2 separate regions of the Sus scrofa genome follow, and region 2 is linked to region 1. A link is a contact called in public HiChIP or PLAC-seq data. All regions are on one chromosome and are shown on one strand. The core of a region is the stretch at or near the end of the contact, and the rest is flanking DNA. Distances in the headings are between cores, read along the strand shown. Region 1 overlaps PSTPIP1 (proline-serine-threonine phosphatase interacting protein 1). Region 2 has its middle 170 kb from the start of HMG20A.

Region 1 (6,745 bases), core at 2,454-4,953:
GAGTGGATGAGTGAGGGAATGAAGGAGCAATGCCTTCCCCCCCCCCCCACTGCCTCATCTCCCCCTGAAGCAGCCAGAGCAGGGGTGGTGGCTCCCGCGATGTAGCTGAGCAAGAGGCTCCATGCCTGGGGGTCACTCACCTCGCAGGTGGTCCGATGCTCCTGTTCCCACTCGCCCCGCACCTTCTCCAGCTGCTCGATGTTCTGCCTGTACACCCGCTCTGGAAGCACAGGGGGTCCTCAGGGAGGCCGCCCCTGCCTGGGTGCCTGCCTCCCACTGGAGACCCGCCCTGGCTGCCCGCACCCATTGGCACACTCGGCAGGGCCACCACCATGCTGGTCCCGCTCTTCTCAGGTGACTCAGCTCCCCGCTGTGCTCCGGCGGCCTGGGGCTGGGGCAGAGCCTTGTACACCCAAAGTCAGAGTCAGGCCTCTCGCCATCTCAGCTCCCACCATCTCACTTTCCAGATGGGAAACTGAGGCTCAGCGAGGGCAGCACACAAGGAGGGATGGAAGGGGCATCAGGAGCTGTGGGGCTGGGAAGCCAGGGGGGCTTAGGCCATGACCTCTGTCCCCCAGCCAAGGGAGAAGCTGGGTCCTGGGAAAGGCAGTGCCACCAGAAGGGAGAGCTTCCCAGGGAAAGAGAGCAAGGAGACGCTCTGTCCTAGGAATTGTGCCAGCAGAGACAAGAGGTGTGGGGGGCTTCTGACATCAGGAGAAAGATAGAGGAGACAGGCCCTGAGAAGGCTGTGTGCATATCTGAACACCTGTGGGTACGAGAGCGGTGTGTGCGAGGAGAGGGAGCCTATCTCCCTCGACTGTGGCTGTCCGGGCCCTGGGCCCTGGAGCCGAGGGCTTCTATTTGCAGTTATCACCACTTCCTCGCTCTGTGACCTTGAGCAAGTTACTTAACCTCTCTGTGCCACCAGAGTTTCCTCATCTGTTAAAAAGGGGGATCAAGACAGGGATCACTGTTGTGGTGTGGAGTAGTTCAAACGTGCAAACCACCAAGAACCGTCCTGGCAAATGCAAGAAAATGAATGTTTTTGTTTTACTCACATAAATGTGGAAGTGAGAGTGATGAGCAAGTGACAGTGTCCCTGGGGTGAAGGATGTGCGTGTGTGGTGGGGCCACCCCACCCCCTGGGCTGAGGAGGGGCCCTTCCACGTACCTGCCTCCATGGCGGAGTCCTTGCACTGCTTGGCCTTGTTCTGGCTCTGAGGAGACAGCAGAAAAGCAGCGCTGAGGCCCCAGCCCCCGGGTCCCCGGCCTCCCTGGGCATCTCAGAGGGGACCTGTCACAGCCTCCCCGGCCACCCAGCGGGACACTAAGGAGCCACATATGGGCAAGTTCCCTCGTTTAACTCCAGCCTCTCCCCACGGGCCCACAGGGTGGTTCTGATGAAAAAGGAATAAACCAGAAACCTGCAGCTCAGATGTGAAAACTAGATGCTGAGACTTAGAGCAAGAAACGACCTGGGGCCCCACGACCACTGCAGAACCCACTGCCTGGGGCTTGGGCTCTGGTCCTGACTCGCTGCCACCAACTCGCCCGCAGGCCCCTGCCCTCTCTGGGCCTTGGCTTTCCTGTCCGGGACAAGGGCAAACGCGTTCTCAGGCCCGGGAGGCTCCCACATCCCGTTCTGGCCTAGAGGTCAGAGCCGACAAGGGCTGGGGCCTGGCCACTCCGGGTGGGGGTGCTTTCTCTGCTGCTTCCTCGCCTTCTCTGGGCCCATTTCCTCTCTGTGACATGGGCCTACCGAGCCCCTCTCCCAAGGGTCATGTGAGGGTTAGCATCTGCTCTCATGGCCCTGTGAGCTCTGGGCCTGCTCCGAGGAAGGACCTTGAGTGCAGCCTGGACATGGCAAAGTGGATCGAGCTGACGCCATCTAGACCCTGAGATTCCAGGAAACCCATTTCACAGATGGGGAAATGGAGGTTCAGAGAGAGGGGAGCAGCCAGCGTGTTCCAGATGCACACCTTGCCTTAACGGTCTGTGTCACCCCTGCCCTGACTCCCGCCCTGTCTCAGCCCAGGGACACCAGGTGACTTCAGTGGCTCAACGCACCTTCTCCACCTGCTTCTGTTGCCCATTGGCACTAATGCGCTCAAAGATCTGCTCCGCGTCGTCAGCATCCCGGCACTTCTGCTCATACGTCTTCTTGGACTGGGGGGCGGGGACACAGACACATGACGTAGAGGCCCCAGAGGGAGGTTTCTGAGCTCAGCCTCTCTTCTACCCGCTGAGGGGTGTGGATGGAACAGGGGCTTCCTCACCACAGACAGGGACTGGGGGTCCAGAATGGAGATGGAGAAGGGCATCGTGTGCCCAGGCCCCTTCCCAGTGGGGACAGGGTAGCCCTGCCTGTGGCCCTGGCCTCTTCAGGGGCGTGGTCACATCAAACTACCAGCAGGGCCCTGAAAACGCCCTGCACTGTCACAGGGGCAGCCTCTGCACATGCCGTCCTCTCCTGTAGAGCCATTTTTTTCCTCCTTACTCTGTCCTAGGAGACAGTTCAGAGGTCCCCACTCCTTTCATCCCCCCAAGTCCCCAGCTCCAGCATGGATGACCCAGGGGACCACTGTCGGGACCAATTACCTGCCCATCAGGAGGAGCTCCCAAGGGCAGGTGGACCCAGCACAGCCCCACTGTGCCTGTTGCTGGACAGAGGCCTGAGGCCAGCCCTGTCCCTTGTGCCCGCCCAGGGCTCCTGGGATCCACACCCTGAGCCCTGCCACCCCCAGGCCCAAGGCCCTGGCACTCACCTCCATGGCCTTCTTGTAGAGGGACAGCTTACTCTTCTGGACACGGTCCATGACAGCTTCGAACTGCGGGGGACACGAAGCTCTGAGCGTGGGGCTGTGGCCTCGGGACACTCCCCTAGGCCAAGAGGACGGGTGTCCCTGGGATGAGGCCCAGCATCCCCTACTGGCTCTGAAGGGGGTGGCACCAAGACCCCCCTCTCCCAGGACCTGCTCTTTCACAACCAGCACTCAGAGCAGAAAGCGGGGAGCCCGAGGCACGGATGTGCCATCGTAGCCTCTCGCTACTGACCTGTCCAGACTTCATCTCTAGCTGGGGACACCCAGCCTGCACGCACGCATGCGCCCCTGTACCCGCATACAGCCATCATGCTCCGTGTACACATGCGCACAGAGTTCCACCCATGCGCAGAAGTACACGCTAAAAGGTTCCTACTGCTCATACTTGCACACACAAGGCCTTCACACACCTCTCCCAAGTGCCACCCCCCCTGCCATGAGCCTCTGCACACAGGTGAACACACACTCCAAATTTAGTCATGGCCACACACGCAGGCACACGGGGCCTCTGCACCCCCACCTTGCCTCCCGTGCTCCTCGTTCAGATGGAGGATGTGCCTGGCAGGGACTGGAAATGAGGGAATGAGACACCCCTCATGTCAGGGCTATAGCCAAGTTGTGCCTGGGGTCACAGTGGGGCCTGTGTCAGCGACAAGGCCTCAGGAAGCCACCTGGTCCAACACACACACACCAAGACACATGCATGTGTTCACAGGTGTGCACACACACACACACACCCATGTTCTCCTGGGCACACACACATGTCCATACATGCACATGTGTGCACACACATGCAGGCAGTCTTCCCCACACACTGCATCATAGCTCTCCTCTGCTTGTGGAGGACCTGGCCACTCTGCGGAAGGTGTCACTGTCCAAAACAGCTATTTGTAGACATCACAGTCTCACTGGCCACAGGAAAGCTCAAAATAGCCATCCTGGGGCCTCATGGTCACAGCAGATGTTTCCCAGGCAAGTTTCAGCCCAGAGAGGGCCTCTGCTCCTGCACCTCAAGGCCAGGCCAGTTTCTGTGGCTGGCTTTGGGGACCCACAGTCTGCTCAGGAACCCAGATTTAGAATCCTGAAAGGCTGAAACCCCAACTAGCTAGATAGGCAGACAGGGGGTGCAGCCACACTGAATTTCTGTGGTAAGAGCCTCTAATTGGAGCTGGCACCTTGCCTGTGAAGACTGAGGGGGGCTGGTTCTGGTCTGGGTCCCCAACACTTGGGAGGTGGACATAAGTGTCCCATCCTGCAAGAGGGAAACGGAGGCACAGACAGGGGAAGTGGCTTGGCCGGGATACTCAGTCCCAGCCATGAACTATCTCCTTCTTCCCCTTCCCAGCTCCGTTGAATGGATTCTTCCATTCCAGTTCCTTGGACAGTTTACAATGATCCTTCCTCTCCAAGCAAGAAGTACATCTGTGTGCTGGCCTCCCCGCCCCCGTCCAAGGCACCACCCTCATCACTGAGGCCCATCTGCCTTCCCAGAGGGCCACGAGCTCCACCAGTCAGAGTCTCAGGTTTGGGAGGGGGCCCTGGGACACAGAGGTCACCAAGCCCACCTCCCATCCAACCTCTGCTGCATCCCTCCCACTTCCTTTCCATGCGGTCCCTCTATCTAGGGACAGCCACACCCTACAGATGAGTGAAAAGCACTTTTGGATGCTAAGGTAAACTCAGCACCCCCACCACTTGCAAGCTCTGTTCCCTTCAGCCTCAGGCAGCCCTGCAGAATGGCCGCCGTGACTGACTCGCCCAAGTCCTCCTTTCTCCCGGATAAACAACCCTGATCCTTCAGCTCAGGACCAGTTTCTGGTGACTCCCCTCCTTTGGATACCCCCAAGCTGTCAGGGACCCTCTACAGCCTAGTGGAAGTAGGATAATCAAAATGACCAATGACTATGCAATGCAATACTATCAGCCATAAAAAAAAGAATGAAATAATGCCACTTGCAGCAACATGGATGCAACTAGAGATTCTCATAGTAAGTGAAAGAAGTCAGAGAAAGACAAATGTCATGTGGTATCCCTTATATGTGGAATCTAAAATCCAACGCAAGTCAATATATCTACACAACAAAAACAGGCTCACAGATATAGAGAACAGTCTTGTGGTTGCCAAGAGGGAGGGAAGGACTGGGAGTTCGGGGTTAGCAGATGCAAACCATTACACAGAGAATGGATCACAACAAGGACCTACTGTAGAGCACAGGGAATGGTATTCAATATCGTGTGATAACCATCATGGAAAAGAATGTGAAAAGAATATCTACGTGTGTACAAATGAATCACTTTGCTGCACAGCAGAAATTAACACAACATTGTGTAAATCAACTATACGTCAATAAAAATTTTTCAGAAAAAAATGTTAATGTCTTTCCCTCTTCTTGGTAGAAGATAGCTCAGTGGGAAGACCTACGGTCGGGCTTTCAGGCCTGAGAGCTGGGCCCTGTTCCAAGCCTGGAGTGCAGTCTCCCCACCTTCCAGGAGGAGAGCCCCTCCCCCACCACTTCCACTGCCTCACCTTCTTCCTCTGCTCCTTCTGCCTCTCTCGGAACTCCTCCAGGCTCCGCAGCTCCTCGCGCAGGGCCAGGGCCAGCTGGATGTGGGAGCTGCCCACGTTCTCCATTTCTGGGGGCAGAGTAAGGACGTCAGTTGCTGATATCAGACTTGATGGGCCCCAGCCGCTCACACACTCGCCCCCACCTGGACCAGCCCAGCCCCAACCCCACAGGGTGTCTCCACCAGCCTCACAACAACCCCTCCCAGCCAGGATCCATCCATCTCCAGCTATGGGGATACCGTGTTCCCAGAGGGTCCTGTCACCCTGCAGCCTGCGGTGGGGACAGGTGGGACTTACGCTGCTTCAGGGAGTCAAAGGAGGCCCTCAGGGAGCTGCAAAACAGAAAGACCAGGGTCAGCAGGAGGACAGCGGGGCAGAACCTGAAGTCCTGGCTGGGCCCAGGGACTTTTACTTCCGTGGGAGGGCGCTAGGTCACTCACACACACCGATCTCGACCCAAAGGACTCTCTGGCCAGACTGTGACCATCCCCTCAGAGCCCAAGCTGGAATTTCTGGAAGGCAAAGCTCTCTTTGGAAAATACAAAGGAGTCAAAAGCTCCCACTGTGGTGGAAGGCTCCTGGCTTCTGGGAGTCCCCAGCCCCCCGCCCCCCAGAGTCCCTCCCCGGTAGTCCTCTTCTCTCTTTAGAATGAACTGAAGCAGGAGAAGGTGGGGTTCAGACCTGGCAGGTGGCCTGAGGACATTTTGAAGGGAGTGGAATGGGGGCTCTGGGGGAAGGGGGGTGACAAGCAGGCAGGGGTGCTGCAGGGGAGAGATGTGGGGGCTTTAGGACAGGATGAAAAGGATGTACAAGTGAGGACATCAGAAGGCTGAGGGCTTCCCTGGTCCCTGGCTGGGCGGCTGGGCGGCTGGAAGGGACACCTCTGAGTGGGTCCCAGGAGGGAAGAAGATAGGGAGTTACTTTAGGGTGCACCAGGCTTGGGGTGCCTTAAAAACCCCAGCAGGAGGAGTCAGGAAGCATCGAGGTGGCCAGTCTAGAGCAGAGATGTAGGTGCTGTCCACTCCAGGGGTTGAGAGGGAGAGCGGGAAGGGAAGCAGGTGGCGCTGGGCATGGGAGGTGAGGGGTGATGCACCAGGTAGAATTGCGAGATGGAGCAAATAAAAATGCCGGATAGTTAAGTTCAGATTTCAGATAAACAAATACTTTTTGAATATAAGCATGCCCCTGGTAATATTTGGAATATACTTACATTTTTAAAATATCTGTCATTTATCTGAAATTCAAATTTACCGAGGCATTCTGTATTTTATCTGGCAGTCCTGTGGAGGGGGTCTCTCCCAGAGCTACAAATCGAGCTGAGGCCCGAGCAGAGGTGTCGAGCCCCCTTGGAACCCCA
Region 2 (6,745 bases), core at 1,530-4,029, 540 kb before region 1:
TTAAGAAAATATGGTGTCGTAAAGAAGAGAGATGCAGGCACAGTAAACCCTCATCCCTTCCACTGCTTGCCAGCTCCAGAGCCTCTTTCAGGACATACCAAGGGCACAGGGAGCAGGCCTGGGTGGGAAGGGGTGTGTGTGGCTGTCCCCTGGCAGCACCACAGCCAGGTCAGGGGGAGGCGGAGTGTCTGTCTCCTGGGCTCTGTCCAGCACCCAGCCCTGGGAAGAGGAGACACTACTTTGGGTGACCTTGCACCAGGCCTGAACACCTCAGGCCAGCCTCTCTGGATTACTACTATACCAGCTGGGCCTCCCCACTCTCTCCAGATTCAGGGTCCACCCCAGAGCTCAGTGGTGTTTCTATCTCACTTCCCGGCCCCCACACTGCTGCTGAAGTGAAGCAGAGTTACAGCCTCCCTAGCACCATGCCATTTACTGCCCAGCCCTGTGCCTGGTCCCATAAATCCCCCTGTCCATGCTCGCTGCTGACCATGCAGTCACCTGGAACAGAGGCCCAAGGGGCCTGCAGGTCCACCCACCTGCCTTGGCCCTGGCCACCTCAGGCCACCTCTTACCCAAGGCCCACAACCTGCCTCAGGTGCTTCTTGGTCTGGAGCCAGGACAGCCAAAGCCCCTGGAGGTCCTGTTATCAGAGCAGCTCCCTCCTCACACATACGCTGGAGGTCACCTGTCTGGAGTCTTCCTGTGTCCTCAGGGAGCCAACCAATTTTCTGCCATTTGGGATGAGTCCCTACCACTCTGCCTCACTTTCCCCCTCTGCACAGCTAGGGGTTGCACCACAGCAGGCCCATGAGGAGTGGGACAAGAGCCTCTGCCCCATGATGACTGCAGGCAGAGCCACTGGCCAGGAAGTAGAACTGGTGGAAGGCCCTGAAGCCCGAGGCACAGAGCAGGACTGCCTGGCCACTAGCTGTCACCTGGCTGGCCAGCAGCCAGGAGAACATCTGTTTCCTTTATCCTGCGGGGCAGCTGGAAGGGACAGGGTCACTGCAAGGTTGATGGGCCTCTGCAGTTGCCCCAAGGCAGAAAGGACAGCTGGCAGTGTGGGGTAGACGAAAGGATTGCTCTGAGGTGAGCAAAGAGCTGGAGAGGCCAGGGTACCCCATGATATGTTCCCAGGTCCCAGCTGGGGGCTCCCAGCTGGCCTCCAGCTCTCCGTCACAAAAGAAAATTTCCCAAACACACTTGCAGGAACGGGAGGACGGGTGGGGAGGTGGATGAGGGAATAACACCTACCCTTGAAGCCTCCCCTGCACCAAGGACACAAACCCCCTTCCTGTTGGCTCTTGGTGCTTCTGTGGGAGGGAGGGTGGACTTGTGTGTGAGGGGCTGGGGAAGTTGAGGCAGGGGTTCTGTAGGGGCAGTGGGGAGCCGTGGCAGGGCACTGAGCATGAAAGTGACACATCTCAGAGTCTATGGAGGAGAGATTTGAGGTGTGGGAGCATCAGAGGCAGAGTATGCACATCTCTCTGCTACACACACACACACACACACACGCACACACCCACTCCCTCGGGCACACCTGTGCACATGGAAGCGCTCACACTTACACAGCCCCACACATTGTCCCACACAGACATGTGTCCACACACAAATCTTTTCACCTATGCAGGCAGACACCCTTAGCATACACTTTGGTACTGATGATAGCTGTATAGTGTAATAGTTCACACTGGTATACCACACTGGATCCTCTCCCCTGTGCATTCACACTAAAGCACAGATCCTCCGAACAGCCCCCCTCCCCAGCTCAGAATGTTGCCAAACCAACCTCCGACCGGCTGGGTCCTCCCAATCCCATCCCGCCGCTTCCCTCTTTCTTGGGATCACCGCGTCCAGCCCAGAGCAGAGCCCAGTGCCCCCGCAGCCTGCTCACACACGTGAGCCTGCGCACGCACGTGCACGTGCGGACAGCAGCCGGGGCCTCGCTCCCGCCCCTAGAGCCACGGTCGGCCAATGAGAGCTCACCAGGAGCTGTCTCCTAGGTGACCAGCGGAGGTGCAGGCTACGGGCTGGGAGGGGCCGGGAGGGGCGTGGCCACGGGAACGTCCCCTTCATCCCCTACCCCACTCCCAACACTTGTGCGGGCCCTAGTCCTTACAGATTAGAAGGCAGGGCTAGGCTGAGGGCGGAGTGGTAGGGGTTCCTCAGAGGTGCCCAGATATTGAGCCTGAAATAAATCCCAGGAACGCTGGTTCCCCTGGATGGGCGTGGCAGGTCAGCATCTTGACCAGAGATGCCTTGTGGGGTTTGTGGGGCTCAAAGACTTCGGGGCAGCCTTTATGACCCAGTATGGTCTCCTCTTTCCAGAGGGTTCTGAAGAGCTTGCATTGGCTTCCTTTTCCTGAAATGCCCACGATCCTTCCCTCCAGGCCTCCCCAAATATTCTTCCCTCTGCTTGGTATGTCCTCTACCCCCGCATTTTCCTCTTCTCCACTGTGTACACACACACACACACACACACACACACACACATGCTCACTTTTTTCTGACAACCTTCAGCTCATGGTATAGGTCATCTTCCCAAATAGTCCCTTTCTCACTGCCACCTCTCCACCCGCCAATTCTGTCAACCCCCTGGTCCAGGGCCTGCCACTACTGGGACTAGGCAAAAACTCTACACAAAGCGTAAAGAGGTGAGGGTTGGTCAAAGGGCCTGACGGTAGAAAGTTAAGCATGGGATCTGGAGCCAGATGACCTGGGTCTAAATCTTGGCTCTGCCACGTACCAGCTGTGTGCCTTTGGGCAGCTTGCCCATGTAACTTGTGAGGATTAAATTAGATCATGCCTGCAAAGCACTTCGAATAGCGTCTGGCACAGAGCAAGTGACCAATCAGTGTTTGCTTCTACTATTATTATTCTTATGGACGCCCCATCATATATAATGCCACCTTCTCCCACAGTTTCTAGCCCCCAGCCTTCATTCAGAACATTCAGCGCAAGCATGGGGCCCTGGACCAGGAGATTCACAGGGGGTGAGCAAACACAGGAGGGTTTGTCCCTGACACACAGCCAGACTCGTTCCAATACCGGGTGCCCTGTCCAAGAGGGAAACTTGTCCCACCAGGGTAGAAATTAACAGCCGAGAGTGACAACTAATCATAATTGATTTTTACCCTATTGGGCAGACAAGCCTCCCCCACCTTAGGAACATTAAGAACAAGCATGGTTTCTAAAGGGGCCCTGCAAGGCTTTTCACCTTCTCCAGCTTGTGGCCCACCTACTGCTCATTGTGGGTCTGGCCTGCCTATGGTTCTCAGCCTTGGGGAGAGCTGCCGCTGCTCATTCTAGCTGCTCCCGCTGGAAGGGGTGGTGTTCCCTGGCAGAGAGGGAGGGCTCAGTCGCAGGAAGGGGCTTCACTCAGGGTCTTCTCACCATGTTTTTCTCCTACATTCAATTTGTAATTTTTTACATTTGCCCAGGATTACTTGCGCCTGCAGCCATTCTGAACTCTCTCTTCTGCTTTGTCTTCTTGGGCCTCCGTTGCTCTGGGTTGTGTCCTAGCCCAGCTTAGCAGTTGCTCCCTGACTGACCCTGGCCACTGGGTTTCCTCTCCCTGGGTTTCACATTCCCCATCTTTAAAATGGAGCTGTAATTCTTGCTCTTGAGCGCTCCTTCCCTTCCTCATTCCCCCCTATTCATCGAGTACCTCCTCTCACCCGGCACTGGGCTAGGCACCAGGGATGTGATGAGGAACAAGAATGGGAAAGTTGCTGCCCTCAGGGAGCTTAGGGTCTGATGGGGGAGACAGACACCAACCAGCTGATCACTCAAATAACACCCATTTACAAATTGTCATCAGAGCTGCAAGGACCAGGAGTTATGAGGAATTGCATGGATGGGATAGGAGGGGGCTCTGGTTCACAAAGCACCCTGTAGCCTATGTGATGACAGGAGCAATGGTCGTGCCAATAATCAGAGCTCCCAGCTTCCAAGCATGCCCCGTGTCCGTCCCTGGCCTTGGCCCTCTCGAGGTATCTCTCTCAGGGCCTAGGCCCCCGTGGGATTGTTTTCAAATGATCAACTCCCCTCCTTTCAAGCTCTATCCCCACTCTGGGGGGAGCGCAAGCAGCAACCCCCCCCCCATCCCTTTATCACAGCAAGACCTCCACTCTGACCTGCTTTACATAATTGGCTTCCAGCGAGATGCATTGGAAGTGATTTGGCTCACCCGGTTTACGTCTCTGCTCTGCTCTGCGTGAATCAGCCAGGCGGCCTGCAGCAAAACACGGCACTTCTTAAAAAATGGTTATGATCATCCCTACCTTACTGGGTTGTTGGGAAGCTTGGAGACCATGCCCATGCAAAGTGCCTGGCTTGTGGGATGTGCCCTCCGCACTGGACCCCTCCAGGACAGAACAATGGAGGCGGCAGGGGTTGTGGAGCTCTTGGGCTGGGCTAAATTTTAGCTTTTAGTGCTGTCTGTATCCAAAACAATTTGACTGCAATGAACAGAAGCTCATTGAAAGACTCTCTAATGCGGGGGTTTCTGTAAGGAGAGAGTCTCAGGGAAACCCATTATAGGAAGCCTCCCTCTTCTTTTGGCTCAGCTTCTGGCTGCACAGCAGCTCAGGTCACCGACCCTCTCTGCAGAGGGGGTGGCTTCCTCTTCAGCCCAATGGTGGGGGAGGGAATGTCTGACTGAGCACTGCCCCCGTAAGAGGGCAGCCTCAGCTCCACTCCACAATCCACTCTACCATTATATTCAATATTAAATTCCCAGGAGAAACTATGATGGGCCGGGATCAGATGAGGTGTCCACCCTTGGTCCAATCAGCTGAGGCAGCAGTAGCAAAGGGGAGGAGTAAAAAAAAGCTTTCAGCCCCATACTGCCTAGTTGTCATCAGTAGATGCCATCGTATCCCCCAGGAGAGGAGAAGGTGGTGGGGGCAGAGAAGAGTGGATGTCAATTGTTCTGTCTGCTCCCTGTGAGGTGCCCCCTCCTCCGCCGACCCCCCACCATGTGTGTGACTAGGATAAGGGGCCAATTCTTATCCAAGCCACATCTCCTCACTGGTGTCAGTGAACAAGAAATCGGCACCTGCCCCAAGTGCAGCTAATCAGAACCCTTTCCCCTATTATCTGAACTTGGAACCAGAGAATACCAATATCAGTTTTTCTCTGGAGTTCAGGCTGGGAACAGCGAGCCTGGGAGCTACCAAGAGCCATGCTTCCAATTCACAGAGGATGTAGAGAGAAGAAGCAAGCTACAGGGAGGATCCCTGATTCTACTTTTTTCTGTGGTCTCTTCAGCCTGGCTCTCAGTGGGCCCCAGGTCTGGATCCCAACAACAATGGGCACAGCACAATTAGCCGCTTTGTTACCACATGCCATGGGCCACTAACACCACATTCACTTCTTCCCAGCTAATTCCACACTTTATCTGAGGATCTGTTTCTTGTCATCTCAGTTCTAAGGTCAGTCTCTGTCTTAGGGCCAGGTTCAATGGATTCCTGCCCTTTTTCCCCAAAGGACCCTTTGATTGTAGGGTTAGAGAGATGTGAAGAAATATGATTGCACAATGAACTGCCAGGCTTCTCACCCCAAACAGAAAACCATCTGTCTGTGTGTCTCTACCAGGAGCTAAGAGGTCTCTCATCTCTGCTTCCCTCTGTATATCTCTTCCATTCTCCTCTGCATCTCTGCAACTCAAGCTTTTCCCTCACTCATCAACATGCATTTAGCTGAGCTTGACCACCCCAAGATGGTAGCCCCTGCTGGGAGCCAACACAATCTCCACTCATTTCCCAGCAGCTAACCTAATCTCTGTACCCTGATTGGCTACATTTTAGTCAGGTGACCTTAACCTGGCCCAATCAGCTTGGGCTGGGGGAGGGCTGACAGGGAGAACAAGGACCTATCCTCATTCACTAGATCCAGGAGACACCATCCCTAGAACAATGGAACATGAGGAGATTACTTTAGGACAAACTTAAAGGAAGCCATGCTTTCTCCATGAAAGCTTGTTCCTCAGCAGGTCAGGAAGAGAATGGGACTCTCAGCCAGGGGGTCCGTGGATTCTGCTAGCAGGGCCTGGTAGCTGGTGAGGAGGGACAGGCAGGGGTGACCCTCACCCTCACCCTCGAGGCAGCAGCTGCAGGCCTGCTTTGCATCCTGTCCAGATATTTCCAGTAAATAAACATTGACGCTTTCGATATCATGTTAATTTCACAGGCGGCTGCTCTGCTGACAGTTTCCACACTCCACCAGCGCCTCTTGTCAGTTTTATACTCACAGGCGGATGCCAACCCCCCTCACGGGCCACCCAACATACAGACATAAAAACAAATGGCTTAGAAAGCCCTGGTGACGTGACAGGAAATGGCATAGGTGCCTAGGTTGGGGAGAGCAGCACCGCACAGGGTCCGAAAGTTGACCGGGGCAAGGACCAGGCTACAGGGCTTAGGACCCACTGGTGTGACTTTGGTCAAGTCTCTCTGCCTTTCTGGGCCACAGTTTTTAAGTCTGCTAAAGGCATTAATATGCAGCACTCCTTCTCTGGGACCTTGAATGAGTCTTGAACAACCTCTGACTCTAAAAGACCCTTCTTAAACTTCCAGGGGAATCCAGTCCACAGGATGGCTATTCCCTGGATTTGACCTTCAGTACAACCCCTGAAGGCATTTGAACTGAGACTTACCCCCATTGTGCAGAGGGGATAGCTGAGGCCTAAGGCAGGGCAGTGATTTGCTCTGCGTCTTGGGAAGAGACAGGAGCAGAACCA

Evidence for each region. HiChIP or PLAC-seq counts read pairs in DNA pulled down with a chosen protein or histone mark.
Region 2: a contact with region 1 is called in an H3K27ac HiChIP or PLAC-seq map of skeletal muscle, with 8 times the contacts expected there. The contact joins two enhancer-like sites. A contact is called at or near these places in 2 of 47 Hi-C or Micro-C datasets (embryonic fibroblasts and skeletal muscle) and 1 of 2 datasets of contacts at active chromatin or transcription factors (skeletal muscle).

What each region holds. Positions count from the first base shown.
Region 1 is chr7:57,134,344-57,141,088 of Sscrofa11.1, reverse strand. PSTPIP1 (proline-serine-threonine phosphatase interacting protein 1) reads right to left here. Exons shown (of 15, transcript NM_001244186.1): 4 at 5,686-5,720; 5 at 5,350-5,456; 6 at 2,766-2,828; 7 at 2,068-2,166; 8 at 1,172-1,217; 9 at 141-220. Among named protein-coding and RNA genes, the nearest start is that of PSTPIP1, 35 kb to the right of the region's middle. Within about 2 kb of position 3,703, at least 3 of the 83 cell types and tissues checked have an H3K27ac peak or open chromatin away from gene starts, as enhancers often do. A contact at or near this core is called in skeletal muscle, where this site is marked.
Region 2 is chr7:57,671,850-57,678,594 of Sscrofa11.1, reverse strand. No RefSeq gene overlaps it. Among named protein-coding and RNA genes, the nearest start is that of HMG20A, 170 kb to the right of the region's middle. Within about 2 kb of position 2,779, at least 10 of the 83 cell types and tissues checked have an H3K27ac peak or open chromatin away from gene starts, as enhancers often do. A contact at or near this core is called in skeletal muscle, where this site is marked.